Regions from separate parts of the Mus musculus genome. Here all the other regions are linked to region 1. Evidence: chromatin contacts called from public HiChIP or PLAC-seq and promoter capture Hi-C data. All regions are on one chromosome and are shown on one strand. Each heading gives the region's core, a stretch centred on a gene start, on an enhancer-like site or on the middle of the called end of the contact. The rest is flanking DNA. Distances are from core to core; before and after follow the strand shown. Region 1 holds the start of Ect2 (ect2 oncogene). Region 2 overlaps Nceh1 (neutral cholesterol ester hydrolase 1). Region 3 overlaps Ect2 (ect2 oncogene).

Region 1 (5,128 bases), core at 1,186-3,685:
CTCCATTTCTAGGCGGTGAGTCTATGTGTACAGGTACACAGTACAGACCTACACAGAGTTGTAAAACTCAGATGCTTAAGTCAGACACCTGCTTCCTGGCTCCACTCTGCCTCCTCAAGACTCTGCAGGAAGTCTCGTCTCAGTTTCCAAATGAAGGAAGCAGACATAGCACTAAGACTCAAATGCAGGTTGGGAAAGAAACTCAATAGGTATTGAAAGGACAAATAACTATTCATTCATACAATATTCATAACTTGGTATTGTTTGTCTTATCCACGGCAATCATTTTTAAGTCTCCACAGGAGAGCTCCAATGGTGTCCTTACTCAGAAGCAAATGACCAACTTCATACAGCCCTCCTACCTCCCCTAAAACTCATCTCTAGGATAAAATACACGGCTCTAAGTCACTTAAAGAAATGTTACAACATGACTTCTATCAACATTCTGCCAGATACCCATAAATCAGTGTCTTGATCAGCCATTAGAGAAGCTTGAACCTGTGAGATGAGAGGGGGAGAGGGAGTGAGGGGAAGGGGAAACCAGGAGAGGGAAAGAGGGAGAGAGGGAGAGAAGGAGAGAAGGAGGGAGGGAGGGAGGGAGGGAGGGAGAGAACTATTTTCAATGTTTAGAAAAAAAAAATTTCCCCTTTAAAAAAAAAAACTAAGAGTCAGGTATAGTGGCACATGTTTTTAATCTCAGAGCTTGGGAGTCAGACACAGGTGGAGCTCTGAGTTCAAGGCCAGTCTAGTCTACACAGCGAATTCCAGGACCAGCAGAGCTATAGTGCATCCCTGCCCAAACAAACAAATATGCCTTAGCCTTCTGAAGTGTTCACTACCATGTTTGCTTTTTTTTCCAGGAGAAAAAAAAAAAACATGTATTTTTATTTGTTTTTCAATCTCCCAGTCCAAAGGGGGAAAAGTGTGGTAACACAGCCTACAATTATGTGCAACTGTGTGCCAAAGCTTTACAATGCACCTTTAAGGATACTTTTAGTTTACATGATCCTCTTAAAAAAAAAAATCACCAAACAACTGACAATGTGTGGCCTAAAATTCCAGCACCCACAAAACAGAGGGAGGAGATACATAACTAAACCCTTTCTCACTACACCCCAAAACACTGGAAATGCTTAAATACACAGATCATTTATTACCAAAACAGCTCCATAATATACAGCAAAAGAGCTACACGCTACACTAGTGATACAACCAGCATCTAGCACCCAACATCACCGCAAACTTAAGTGCACCAGGTCACTTTCTTCCTTTTCACATATTCTACAGACCTTTTAAAAATAAACACAACGGAATCGTGATCATAAAAACAATCTATCTTTGACTCGGGATGTGACTCAGCTGCAGTCAGTGTGCATGAAGTCATCCGCGGGCACCTCAGAAACCAGGTAAGGTGAAAGTACACCTGTAATCCGAGCACCCAGAAGAGGGGGTAGAGGCAGACAGAGTTCCTTGTCACCCTAGGCTCCACAATTCAAGTCTATGCTGGGGTACCTGAGATCTTGTCTCACAAACACATGGATTCTTTTAAACAAATAGTCATTTCAGCTTTTCTTTTAAATAAACCTTTTTTTTTTCCATAAACACGTCACACCAGAGTAAGGAACCCAAACTACAATAGTGTATACGTTATTGATAACAGTGCAATTAGCGATTCTCATTTACTTAGAGCTCAATATTTTAGTCACTATCTTAAATCTTTCCCTTGCCACTTTTTAACGCTTGCAGCCATCCTAAAAGACAAATGTCACTGTCATATCCAGTTTGTGGCTAAGGAAGTTGCTCACACAGCGACTCCTAGCCGGGTCTAACTGAGGGAGCTAAGTTAACCGCTAACCACACACATCTGTGGCCAGGAAGGGGCGGGGCGGCCTGTGTTTTATATTTTTAAAAATTGAAAATCGGAATTCTACAGGAATTCCAGAGGGAAACCACAAAACAATCAAGGCAGCTCGGGGCTGCGGCGGGCGGGCGGGAGGCCAAAATCCCGGTCCCAACTGCGCCCTTCACCCTGAGGCGCCGGACAGAAGCAGAATAGATAGAGAGCCCAGCCTCCCGCAAGGAAGGGCCGGGACGAGAGCAGAGGGCAGGACAGGAGGCGGATGTGGGGAAGGAGGATGGAGGGGAGCGGGACAGACAGGTACGCAGCCGTGGGAGCTCACCGCGGCGGGGGCGCCGGCCTTGGTCGCCACGGCCCGTGCTCAGTTCCGGGTTCCCGAATCCCTTCCCGTCCCCCACTCACCCCGCAGTCCTCACCACGCTCAGAGATTTTAAAAAGGAACCACGACGGCGCAGTCCTCGCTTATCCTTCTCAAACACTAAGTCTCCCCCTCACAGGCGCCGCCATGGCTCGAGAGAGGCTGCCGCCTCCGATTCAAAAAAATCCAGTCGCTCTCTCTAAGAGCCATGCTGATTGGCGCGCTCTGTCAACCTCCTTTTGATAGGCTGGAACCTCGGGCGGACTGCCGATTGGTCAATCCCAACGTCTGCCTTCGGGAGGCGCCGGCTGATTGGTTGTGAGTGTGTTTCAAATCCGGTAAACGGCTGGAGCGTGCGAACGTCGGCGGAGTGCCCGGATGTGGGCTTGAGGAGGCGTGGCTCTGCAGCGCCTCTGGATGCAGCAGGTGTTTCTGTGGTTACCGCTTGTTTACTCCGTAAACAGCCCAGTTCCTGATGAACGGTCTCTCTGCCATCACCTCCAACTTCAAGAAAAAGTACCAAGCACCGCAAACCGATCCGCTCTTACTACTAACCAGATTTTATTTTTGAAGACAAGCTTGCATCTGAGTAATTAATATAAAAAAGTGTATAAGGAGATTTTAGAATCTCCTGAAGCAAAACTGCTTCTGGGTGGGTTGCTCCCTCCCCACCCCAACTCCCAGCTTAGGAATGTTAGTGACTGTGCTTGGAAGTCTAGAAAAGAAGGGATTGTTTTACCCCTGGGATCAGTATTGCTATTTTGAAATTTGTTTCTAGATGGAATGTTCTATAATACAGTCGCCTAGGCATACACTTCTAGCTGGGTGTGGTCTCAAAGCCTGTACTAAGGAGGACAAGACCAGCCTAGGCTATAGGAGACCAGGACTCAAAACAATTATTTTTCACTTTCAAAACCTTACCAAGTGTTTGGATCGGTTGCTAGGCCCCAAATCTCATTAAGAGGTTTTTAAAGCACTTTTGAAATTTAGATTGATAAATTTTATGTGTCTTTTTGCCTATACATATTATTTTTTCCTGAACGTATGTGCATTTGTGAGTGCCTGCTGTCCTTGGACATAGGAGGAGGCCAGATCCCCAGAGACTGGAATTACAGAGAATGATGAACCACCAGGTGGGTGCTGGAAATCAAACTCACGGCCTATGTGTGAGAAACAAACGCTTTAAACCACTGAGCCAACTCACTTTAAGCCCAAAATCTACTTTAAAACCAAAAGAACTTCTTGACAGCCTAAGCAGTTCGACAAGTCTACGGTGAGTTCATAGAATGAGTAAAACAATCTATAGTTTTGTCTGTCTGGTTGGTTGGTTTTTAGGGTTTTTTGCCTACCAGTATCTATGGCCTGCCAATCACTAGAATTCCGCACTAGCCTTTGGAGTGGAAGAAAGGAAAAATCGGCCTGGACCTTGCCCAGAGAAGTGTGCTTGCAATTTAAACTGGGGTGTGTCTGGCATTCCAAGCATTCTCCTCACTAAAGTAGAAGGCAGCCGCCTCCTTTGTGCCCTGCCCGAGGAGAGCTAGCTTCCCAGTCTGTTGGGTGAGAGTGTAGGATTGCAGTGCAGGAAGGCTAGCTTAGCCTCTTACAGCGAGGGCAGCCCTTTGGTGAGAAATGAACAAGAGATACTATCTTCACCTGCAGGTTGTTATTTACTCGGCAAATCTGTATTAAGTGTAAGAAAGTATTTGCTTGGGGGAAAGCATGAATAAGGGATAGACACAGCCTGTCAGAGTTGGGGGCTGGGAGGAATGATGTAATCCCATCACCACAGAGAGGGGAGCTACAGTTCAAGGTCATTCTAGGGTGCATACCAACTTCCAGGCCAGCCCAGGCTCTGTGAGGCCCAGACATCTTTAGACATAAAAATATAAAGAAAGTCAGATATAATAGATGGGTGTAAAGAAAGCCTAATATAGAAAACACTCTATGGGAAGTGCTGTTTTTTTCTTTTTTGAGGAAATGCTGACAGGAAGCATTTTAGATAATTGTGTGAGAGATGATTGCTGCCAATCTGTACCAAGCAGGGTGCAGATCCTGGTGAAATAAGGCACAGTCCTCTATCTTTGAATCCCTACTCCGGAGTGTGTATGTGGGGGGAGTTACTTGGAGGTCAAAAGAAAAGAATCTGTTCTTTCCTTCCACTGTGGGTTTGAGGAATCTGGCTCAGGTCATCAGGTTGTATTGCAAGAGCTTTTATACACTAGGTCCTCTCACTGGTACGTTAATGGGGGGGGGGGGGAGTTGGGAAGGGTTAAGGGGTTTCTCGCCAGTTAAGAGCTCTTGTGGCTCTTGCAGAGGACCTGGCTTTGGTTTCGAGTATCCACATGGTGGTTCAAAACCACCTCTAACTCACTCCAGTTCCAGGGGATCTTCCATCTTATGCTTTCTTTTTTTCTGGCCAAATGTGAGGATTAGACATGCAAGTGATATGTATACATACATCCAGCAAAACACTCATACACAAAAAATAAAATTTTCAAATCTAAACATGTTTTTAATGTGTAGACCTTTTTAGAAAAGCATGGTCTATTTGCTCTTTGATAAGCAGAGGGTGTGCAGAGGTAGGAACCCAGTTAAAGCTGTTCTCAGTAATTTACTCACAGTTATTGTGCAATAAGCGCTAAGCGTCCAGTAAGGTACGCTAGGAATGAGACGGAACAGACAAGAACCTTGACCTCATCCTGGAACTAGCTTTTATCCCACAAGCTTTCACAAAGAGAACAGTAATAAAAAAATAACTGTCTGATTCTGAAGCTTTTTCAAGTGTTTTCCTACTCCTGAGTCTACACAGCAACAATCTTTTTATTAGCACACTTATAGATAAGGTTAAAATGACTCGATGGCATAGTAACCCTGAACTTCTAAAGAATAAACCTCGGGTACTGGTTTATTTG
Region 2 (5,128 bases), core at 951-3,450, 57 kb after region 1:
GTGAATAGTTCCATCTGGGCTTGGAAACCTGCTTCTCTTGCTACTTTCCCAGTTCATGGATTGTAGGTGTACAGCATCATGTGGCATAATGGCCCTTCATTAATATTTCTGCACAGAATAGGTTTGACCCTACCAAATCTTTCTGGGACATCTAAAAGGACTATGGTGCCAGTATTTGTATGGAGTCTGTTGGCAGTGAGGTGAGGGCTGGAGCAGCTCAGTTGGTGGAAGTACTTGCACAGCAGGCACAAAACCTTGGCTTCAGCCCTCACCATATGCAAACTGTGTGTGGTGGACTCCTGTCACTCAAGCAATAACTCAAAGCAAGTTTGAGGCCAGCCTGAGCTGCAAGATAACCCTGTGACACCCTGTGTCAAAAACAATAAGCAAAACCAAAATAATAATAATAAAATTGCTCCAAAGTTGCCCAAAGTAAGAAATTGGGTAGCCCTGAAAGAATCTAAGGCCCCAAGCTTCAACAAACGTTAGTGCAGTGAGCCAGTTTGAAGTATTGACCTTTACTTACTCTACCACTGGGAGTTGACTGCGTGTTATAGCTGAGCATTAGAGTGAAGTGGTGGAAAATAGACCGTGTATTTTCCTTACGGCTTGTGTGAATGGGTGCCCAACTTCAAAGCCAGTGTTTGCTCCTTTGTGTATATGTGGGTGCTCTCTCAAGTGATGTGCGTGTATGTGGAGTCAGAGAGCCAATTTGGAATCACCCTGGTCTTTGCTCATGAGCACAGTCTCCTCACGGAACATGGAGCTCTGGAGTCCCTGGGACCCTCCAGTACAGGGTGAGCCCTAATTTCCAAAAAGAACCAAACAAAAAGAGTGGATGAAACATACACACAAAACCCTTTGCTTGTAATTAACCCATAAAATCTCCTCGGAAGGGGCTGTTACTGTATTATTAGCCCTCTGCCCTGTAGATGCTTTGATGTTGCCTGGATTTGCCTAGTATTAAACAGTTGACAATGTTGTAATTGTAGATCTAGATGAAATGGCTTCCGTTTTTAAAAGATTTATTTTTATTATGTCTGTCTATGTGGGGGCATGTGCACGTGAGTGCCCATACCCGTGGAAGCCAGAAGAGGGCATCAGAGCCTGTGGAACTTGGGTGTAGGTGGTTGTGAGTCACAGGACATGTGTGCTGGGAACCAAACCTGGGACCTCAGGAAGAGCAGCAAGCTCTCTTAACTGCTGAGCTGTCTCTCTGCCCCTAAACTGTGTGCTCTACGAGAGTGAGTGAGTAAGTTGTTTCGATTATGTCAGTCTATTTGGACCAGCAGCCTCTGTAAACAGTGCGAGTCTAGGAGCCATCCGAACACCATCCTCTGTAGGACAGCCAGTACTGTGTCAGTGAGCCTTGTGGGCTGAGCTTGCAGGCCAGCGCACCTCCTGAGGTCTCCACACACGTTGTGGCTCAGTTGTTTGAACTTGAGACTAACGAGTGACCGTGGGACTGCTTCCTGCTGTAGAAGCCTGGGCTTTCTGTTCCGGTTCCGGTGCCGGGTCCTGCTGCACAGTGGAGCAGATCTGCTGGCAGACAGAGAGCATGCTGCCAGGACACAGAGTCTGTGGGACGTTTCATAGCCTGCTTCCCTTCCTCCTGATTTTAAGTTCTGCTCATTGTAATGTTGCAAAGCACGAGTAATAGGAGAGGTGTGCCTTGGAACGCTGCTTGCGTAGTGACTGCCTTCCAGCTCTGAGCAGTACTATTCAGAGTGATGAGTCAGAATCGGGTGAGCTACTGAGTCAGAGACACTCAGGCTGTGGTGCGGTAAGAGCTGAGCTAGGCAATTAACAGCTCAGCCTCAAATGAGCATAAAATAAGTGGGCTACTCACCCTTCCTATTCATAAGACTTTCAGGAAATCCAGAGAGGGGAAGTTCAAATGGTTCTAAAGCCATGCAAAAGGGTATATAATATGTTTTTAAAATATTTTATATAGAATGCACTAGTTGATTATTGTCATTGTGGATATACATGAGCGGGTTATCATCTGACTCTTCAGATATTGGTAAATATCTATAAAATAGTTTCCCTTCATGTTTAGACTTCATGTACCATTTGAGGAATAATGTATATCCCACCACGTAAGAGATTACTCAGATTTTAAGCTATAGAGAGCCCTCGATGTAAAAACAGGAAGTCATTTGTTGAAGACTCATCTAATTATCTGCTTCCTGGACTTTGTGGAAAGCAGCTGAGTCAAGCTTGTGCAGTGCTGTGGGCCGTGGAGCTTGTGTGTGCAGCCAGGCGGAGGGCATGAGCCGGCAAGCAGGGATTGCTGTATTCCAGAAGGAGTTGGGAAGGCTTTGTTTGCAAGCGCTGTTCTTTAATGCTGCAGGTTGAATCAGCTGCTGTTTGGAACATTGAAAGGAAAACAAGAGCCATTTGTCCTGGCAAGCAGAAGCGGCTCTGAGCAGGACACTGCCTCAGGAGGGCTTTTGATGAGGATCAGAACCCAAGGCAGGAGAAAACTTTTTTTTCTTTTCCTTTTAGTTTTTGGGGGGAGGGAGCAGCAAGAAAAAAAATCTTCAATGGTTATTAAAAAAAATCAATGTATAGAATATGAAAATGAAGGCTCGTGGTTAGGGGTCTGTCAAGCAAGCATGAGAACTTGAAGTTAGATTGCCAGAACACACATTTTGTTTTGTTTTTTTAACAAGTTGGGAATGGCATGGCAGCATGTGCCTATAATTTAAGTATGGGAGGAGTGGAGTTCTTTCAAAGTAACAAAGACACTGGGGCTCTTTGCATTGCTAGCCTAGCAGAATTAGTGAGCTTCAGGTTCAGTGTCACACACACACACACACACACACACACATTTAAAAAGGTGAAAAGATGGCTACTGGAAGTTGACTTCTGGCCTCCCTATACATGGACACATACATTGACACACGTGAACACACCCCACACTAATAGGCATGTGCCACACCATACACATACCTACACAAAAAGAAAGAATGCAAACCCACCCAATAAAAGGAAATATTTCCAAATAATGTGTTTGAAAAGGGACTTGTATCCAGTATATATAAAGAACTCTTAAAACTCAATAATAGTAACATACAAAGTGATTAGCATTAGCATTCGAGTCTTTTGCTTTTGATACTAGAAAGAGCATAGGGTCTCCCACAGTTTAGGTCTCTACTGAGCTACAGGCCCAGCCTCAGGAAGATGTGGGTCCTCAGAGGCAGACCTTATCAGACTGGACTCATGATCTAGTTTGCACTCTGAGAAGTAGCAAGGAGTTAGTTTCTAGAGTTGATGAGGCTGGCCCAGGGCACCTTCACAGCCTTGACCCTGCCACCTGCCCACAACAGACCAATTCAACGAAGAAACCATAGTGACAAAAGGAGGCCTAATTACTGAGGCTATGCCAGACAGAGGGATGAAGAAAGAGGCCCAGGGCCTTCCATGGCCATCCTCAGGGTCTTGACAGGAGGTGCCACCTTTCCAGGAGGACAAGTGGTCTGCAGAGCTAAGCAGGCCTGGCCGTTGTGTGGTTCCACTAGTCAGCTTTGTCTGGTCTCTCCTGCCTGGCCTCTGACAAGTCAGACTGTGAAATCGCCTCCTAAGAGACAGGTTCCTCCATTGCCAGCATCAGGCTTCAGCCCTTTCCTTCTTTCAAAGTAACATTCTTAAGAAAATCCCATACTGGGGGTGTGGGGGGACGACTGCATCAGTAGTCTGGTGGCCTAGGGGAATGGTACGTGTGTCTTTAGAATATCTTCACTGAACACCGCCAAGGTGTTTCAGTAGGAGTAGAAAAGCACTTAACTCTCGTCTGTCTCTTTTGACTGTGCTGAGCCTCCGTAAAGCCGTCCCCAGCCGGAGCTCTGTCTTTTCACTCTATCTTACATGGTGCTCAGAAGGCAAGGGAGAGCAAGACATGAACGGGGCAGAGAGTGTCACAGGGTGGGGGAAGGGCTGGAGGGAGAGGGGGACATCGGCTCCTTGGTCCTGACCAGTCAAGTCTGGAGATGCTCTTCTATCTGTCATCTATCTATCTATCTATCTATCTATCTTATTTTATTTATTTATTTATTGATGCTGGGCTTCTTTGTATACTGCTGACTGTCTTGGAACTTTCACTGTAGACCAGGCTGGCCTCAAGCTCAGAACTCAAGAGATCCACCTGCCTCTGCCTCCCAAATGCTGGGATTAAAGGCGTGCACCACCACTATGGGACTATTTATTTATTTATTTATTTGGCTGGCCTTACACTTGCTGTATAGCTGAGGATAGCCTTGAACTTCTGTTCCTCCTGCCTCTACCTTTCAAGTGCTAGGATTATAGTCACGCACAAGCACGCCTAGTTTATGCAGTGCAGCAGATCAAACCCAGTTTTGCAAGGCAAGCACTTTACCAACTGAGGTACAGCGGCAGGGTGGCTTATGATGTTCTCTAATGCTTTTCTGTGGCATCTTCCACACATCTATGTACCATAGAGAACTCTGGGTCCAACATAATCTCAGTGTTGGAAGAAAAGGCTTATTTGACAAAACAGAGCAAGGAAAAGTAGAGGGGTGATTTGAAAATGATGAAGCCTCTACCAATCAATGGTCAGGAGTCTGAGTAGGTTACCCTGATTTGTAATGGGTGCTGATTTCCATGACCAAAGCATCCAGACTACCAGCGAGGCTCAGATGCCTGGCCACTGTCAACTGATGTATAGAGTCTCTGTAAAGTTATCAGCTGCTTTTTGTGCCTGTATGTGCTGTCCCTGCTTGCTTCCAAAGAACACTGCCAAAATAAAATAGGAGGTAAAAGATACGTTATACAAGGTATGAATGAATGCAAAGGGTGGGGTGCAGCAGGAATGCTTAGAAGGCACATATAGCCCCTGCCCCAGGGAACAGGAAGTTCGACTGCAGCCAGGCTAAGACGTCAGCTTTAGGGCAGGATCAGCAGCAGCAGTGGGTAAGATGTTGTTAGGGTGTTATCTACAGTTCAGGTTAGTAAGGCAAGCTCTAGGAATCTGCATCTAGGCCATCTGCATCTAGGCAGCATCAGCGTTGGCGGGGTGTCACCAGGCTACAGGTCAACGAGTCCATGGACTAATGAATAAGGAAAGTGATTTCTTTGTAGTTTGGCCAAACTGGAGAGAAAGGCTCTT
Region 3 (5,128 bases), core at 1,612-4,111, 47 kb before region 1:
TCCAACAGATAACAGTATTTGTAGATATATGTCCCTTAAAGGGAAGTTAAAGTCAAAAAATAACAAGTGTATTTTATTACTTATTTTTGTCCATTTTTATTTTACATTCCTTATTAACATATGGACACCTCTTTTGTTAAACTCTGTAACTTATGTTCCTCCTGTCTTACCAAGTACTTACTGCTTAAAAGAGATAATACATGCCACATATATTTGCTTTTGAAATGGTCTCTCATCTTTTCACACTTATTTATAATATACGTGGAAAGAAATAGGATATACATCTAAGTTCTTGTTGTAGTGCCATGGGCTAATAACTTTAATTAAAGTCTACACTAATATGACAGCCTTATTTCAAGACCATGTATTCTGGAGCTAAAGAAATGGCCCAACAGTAGTAAAGAGGACTGCTTTGCAGAGGTCCTGAGTTTGATTCCAAACCCCCACCTGTCAGTTCCCAACCGCGGGTAACTACAGTGCCTAGGATCCAATGCCCCCTCTGGCCTCCCTGTGCACTGAATGCCCCGACACACAAACGGCAAAATACCCATCTGTGTAAATTACTTTCTGTAAGTTTCCTCTTCCTATAGGTTCATGTATAAACGTTAAAACAGGGCGATACACTCTGATCACTATCACTTTTTAAAGTACAATTTCAGGGCCAGAAAGATGAAACCAGTGAGTGTGGCGTCTGTCTGCAAGCCTGATGCCTGTATCCGATCGATCCCAGAACCAACTGTGGTGGAAAAGCAACACACTCCCACAAGCTATCCTCTGGGCTTCCTGCTCCAGTGCACAGTGCCATCCACATCCACTCTCCCAAATAAACAAACGTCCCAATCAAACCTTAAGTATAAGTTACTATTTCAAATGGTATTAGCACTACTAAAATTTCTAGGTATCATTGTATTTTCTTTAGAAATTCTCTTAGGGATCATTCTGTCAAATTCCAAAAGTTTTCTATAGGATTTTAGAGACAAAAGAAATCCATAAACTAACTGAAGATGAATCAACACCTGTTTATTAACATTCTCACTCAGGAATATCTTATCAAGGGCTCAATACTGCAGATTTCTGTTTCATTCTTTTTATGCTGGATATTGACAGCAGGTCTTAGAAATTGCTACCACTGAACTATAATCCTAGCCAAACACAAACATCTTAAAATAGCTTGCATGTTTCTTAACAGACGATTCCTACACATTTCCTAACAGATGACACTGAGATGTCATTAAGGATAACTACTGACACAGGCGTGTGCTCTCACTACTTTACCAAACAGTTGAAGGTCCTAACAGGTCTGAGGCTCCTCTAATCTCCTCAGCAGTGACTGGCACCCTAAGTGAGTGCCACACACCTCCTGCTCCAGGTAACAGTGAGGTTCTGCTCCCTGCCCTGCTTTACACATAGCACCACCAATTACGTGCGCACTGAAGCGCTGCGCTGCTTCCCAACGGGGATGTAATTTCATAGCTGTGCAAACAAAACCACAATGCTACCTTACAGAAGGACCACGATGGTGTGCAGCGTACTACTGGCTAAAAAGATGCCAGGGACTGACTCCCTGGCATCAACACACACATATTCCTACTCTTCATTGGGAAGTCCAAACATTTAAATATAATTTCTGTGCATTTGACTTGTTCAACTTGCAGCACTGTTTTAAAATCAGAAAGCTGAAAATTACAATGGAGAATAGTAGAAAATTATGTGAACAAGGACTATGTAAAATAGTATGGCTGGCCAAAAACTTAATGTATTAGAGATTCACCTATTTACAGGGAAAAAAAGAAAAAAAAAGAAAGAAAGAAAACCAGAAACAACCTAGGTACCAATGCATGATATTATAGAGAAAATCGCCCAGGTGATTCTAATAAACATATATTTTCAAAGAAAGCATACACCTAATCTTTTGTTTCTGGAAGGACAAAGCATAACAAAACCACACACTCCTGAACGGAAAGACCAATGGGATAGGGAAAAGGTATGCTGTATTACTGCAGCGTATCTATTTTATTTGTCTTTACTTTTATGTACAAATATCATTTTTAAAAAGTCATAGCATAAATATATAACTAAAATTTATTTCTTGAATTAAAAAAGCCTCAGTTCATATAATGAAGCAAACTCCACCTATGCCCCATTTCTGTAAACTGCTCTTTACAGTGGAGGAGCTGGGAACTGTAGACTCTGGGGTCTGAGGGCTGGCTCAGCAGTAAGAGCATCTACTGATCGCCCTCAGGACCCAGTGTTTCCCAGCACCCACATGGGACTTTCATCTTTCAACTCCACTTCTGGGGATCAGGTGGCCTCTCTGGGCCTCTCCAGGCACTGCACACACATGCACAGGCATGCAGGCAAAACATTGACACACAAATAATAAACTGTAGCAATTGATATAAGTGAGTGAAAAGGGTGGTGTCTCGCCGGGCAGTGGTGGTGCACGCCTTTAATCCCAGCACTTAGGAGGCAGAGGCAGAGGCAGATTTCTGAGTTCGAGGCCAGCCTGGTCTACAAAGTGAGTTCCAGGACAGCCAGGACTACACAGAGAAACCCTGTCTCAAAGAACAAAACAAAAACAAACAAACAAAAAAGGTGGTGTTAGCAAGTTCATGATCTATTTTCCTATTGCAATAACTATTTCTTTAATTCTTTCATTTATTTTTTAAACCTTTTCTTTTTGCTATAACAATTAATGAGTATATAATAACTACCTAAGAACTAAGAAGGGGGAAAGTAGTTTCATGGTTATTTTCTCAAAGAAATAAATCCTTCTGAGTTGAGAAGATAAACCATAAGCTCTTTTGCAACCGGAGAAGGCTTTCCTTCAAGATGAAGCAAAGGAGAAATGCCCAGGTACTCCACTAGAGGACTGAATAACAACAAGCTGTTCGCTGAGATCCAAGGAGGAAGGAAGCACTCTCCCAGCTCTCAAACATGGAGAAAAGTGAGAGGAGCAGGCAAACGTGCTCGTGGGGGAGATCCTGTTACCTCTCATTAGTAATTACAGCACTTTCAAAAATATCCTTTATTTTTAATCGTTTTCTCTGAGTTTCTCAAATAAAATATGAACGAAATCTAAAGCAAAGCTCAGCTCCTATTTCCTGAAATAATTCCGTAATTCTGAAAACATTTACAGTTGAGTCAAGTGTGTCACACAGAGAAGAAGCTATGGGAAGGCAGTTTTTCAATTACCGCCCAATGCCTATAGACCCCAGAGGAACACAGAAACAAGTGCTGAATTTACGACTGAAAAACACTAGCCTCTCCTGAGGTACAGAGCCAACTGTAAGTGAAAGGGAGTCAGTTATGGCTTACAAGTTTACACAGGAATGCTAGTTAACGTGCACACACAGACTGATCTCACATTTCTGGTATCTAAGGACGATAAAAGTACCTAACACATGAGTTACCCAGTCCTCCTTCTTTCCCTTCCTTAAGCTTAACTCCCTGGCTCCCACAGGCACAAAACAAATTATCTTTAGACTATAAGAAACAAAAGAACTGCAGGTTTAAACTTGCATAATACCCAATTTATCACATTATACATATGCAAATATTTCAAAATGTAGAAAAAAATCTAAAATCTGGAATACTTGGGATCTTAACATTTAGGATCCAATAGTTTTGAATTCTAAGTGATATATGCATCTTATATATAATCTACAGAATAGTTAATAAAAATCATATATTAACTTCATTATAAATAATACTGGCTCACAAGAATAAATATCTTCCTACAGTTCCTATGTCTATTCCCCTTTAGTTATAATTCTGCTTACAAAATTATTAAAAAATCAAAATACTGTTATTCATAAGCAATCAGTGGCAATAATTAAAGTTAAGATATAGAATATATTTAATGTGTATGGGTATTTTGCCTATATGCATGTATGAATAAATGTATGTGTGTACACTACATGCATGCCTAGTGCCCACACAGAAGATGGACATGGGCATTGAATCCCTGGGAACTGGACACAGAGTGTTTTAAGCTGGCATGTGGGTGCTGGGAACAGCACCTGAGTGCTATGCAAGAACAGCCAGTACTCTTAGCCACTGAGCCACCTCTCCTGCCAAGATATAGAATACGGTTTTTATTTTTTATTAGAAACTCTGAGTTAGTGTCAAAAATACTAAATAATGGCATACAGCATTTAACTCTCAAGTTACTTCTTCTAGACTTAACTATATTGGCCAAAGATAACAATGCTTAAGTTCATGTATTCATAAAACTATACCATTGGTATTAAAGGTATGTGTATAGGGTGTGTAGAGTGTATAGGGTGTGTAGAGTGTATGAGTGTGTGTGTGTGTTTGTGTGTGTGTGTATGTGTGTCACAAAAAAACACCTCCCTGACTGAAAATATACATGGTGGGAAGAGACTGGAAACGTTGCTGTATATATTCTGAGTTAACACTTTAAGCAGACTAAACTTTACACATTACATTCTGAAAACACAGAACATGGGGAATCATATAATTAGGAAGCAGAGATAACACAGCGATTTGACTGCCCTGCCCCTACAAGTGTGGCTGCTATGTCACATGTGCATCAGTAGGTGGCAGAGAGACAGGCTATTTCTTCACTCTGTTCTGATTTGTGAACATTTAAATGATTGATTAACATTCCTTAACATTCCCTGAAAAAAACTAAGTCTGGCATGATCACCAGTCCAGTGCCAGATGGGGAGCTAGCTTGAGACGATCACCAGTCTGGCACCTCCAAGGCCCAGATGGGCATCCAGGGTGGAAAGCAAACTGGATACTAGAAGAACTACACCTAGGACCATGAGCCCTGGGCAGGAGTGAGCCCACGACAGATTAGCCTTACATGGGGCCACTCAGGTGGACCCAGTAAGGAGATGAGCCCAAGCTGACCACCAGACCAGTGCCGGTAGGGCCTGGTCAGGGAGCTAGCCTTAGATGAGCACCAGTCTGGCACCACAAAGGCCTGGGGGAGTAGACCATGCCTGAGAGGACCCCTGCCCAGCACTATAACACATGAGCTGGGCAGAGCACGTGCTCCTGAGACCACTTCAGAGATAACCCCAGACACTCAGCGACCAAGGAGCCACTAAGTAGAGCAAGTAGGTGGTGGAGACTTGGAAGAGAAAGAGAAACGGAA

Evidence for each region. Promoter capture Hi-C pulls out the DNA fragments that hold promoters and counts their contacts. HiChIP or PLAC-seq counts read pairs in DNA pulled down with a chosen protein or histone mark.
Region 2: a promoter capture Hi-C map of macrophages shows a contact between it and region 1, with 7 read pairs. The contact joins the enhancer-like site here to the promoter of Ect2 in region 1. A contact is called at or near these places in 7 of 39 promoter capture datasets (3T3-L1-derived adipocytes, the C10 cell line, the HPC-7 cell line and 4 more), 2 of 15 datasets of contacts at CTCF or cohesin (CD8 T cells and the NIH/3T3 cell line), 5 of 484 Hi-C or Micro-C datasets (the N1E-115 cell line, embryonic fibroblasts, embryonic stem cells and 2 more), 10 of 115 datasets of contacts at active chromatin or transcription factors (the SCID.adh cell line, embryonic stem cells, epiblast stem cells and 4 more) and 3 of 9 other capture datasets (adipose tissue, liver and pancreatic islet).
Region 3: a contact with region 1 is called in an H3K27ac HiChIP or PLAC-seq map of embryonic stem cells, with 18 read pairs. The contact joins the enhancer-like site here to the promoter of Ect2 in region 1. A contact is called at or near these places in 16 of 39 promoter capture datasets (the C10 cell line, cranial neural crest, embryonic stem cells and 8 more), 1 of 15 datasets of contacts at CTCF or cohesin (the NIH/3T3 cell line), 110 of 484 Hi-C or Micro-C datasets (B cells, the C2C12 cell line, CD8 T cells and 51 more), 18 of 115 datasets of contacts at active chromatin or transcription factors (the SCID.adh cell line, effector CD8 T cells, embryonic stem cells and 3 more) and 4 of 9 other capture datasets (adipose tissue, embryonic stem cells, liver and 1 more).

What each region holds. Positions count from the first base shown.
Region 1 is chr3:27,151,443-27,156,570 of GRCm38.p6, forward strand. Ect2 (ect2 oncogene) reads right to left here and starts at 2,436. Exons shown (of 24, transcript NM_001177626.1): 1 at 2,261-2,436. It overlaps 1700125G22Rik (RIKEN cDNA 1700125G22 gene), which reads left to right and starts at 2,584. Exons shown (of 3, transcript NR_040548.1): 1 at 2,584-2,868; 2 at 3,298-3,489.
Region 2 is chr3:27,208,246-27,213,373 of GRCm38.p6, forward strand. The region is part of intron 1 of Nceh1 (neutral cholesterol ester hydrolase 1); the gene reads left to right. Among named protein-coding and RNA genes, the nearest start is that of Nceh1, 28 kb to the left of the region's middle. Within about 2 kb of position 2,201, at least 162 of the 459 cell types and tissues checked have an H3K27ac peak or open chromatin away from gene starts, as enhancers often do. A contact at or near this core is called in CD8 T cells, the HPC-7 cell line, the N1E-115 cell line and 9 more, where this site is marked.
Region 3 is chr3:27,104,465-27,109,592 of GRCm38.p6, forward strand. All of the region lies in intron 21 of Ect2 (ect2 oncogene), which reads right to left. It also overlaps the pseudogene Gm25152. Among named protein-coding and RNA genes, the nearest start is that of Ect2, 47 kb to the right of the region's middle. Within about 2 kb of position 2,862, at least 2 of the 459 cell types and tissues checked have an H3K27ac peak or open chromatin away from gene starts, as enhancers often do.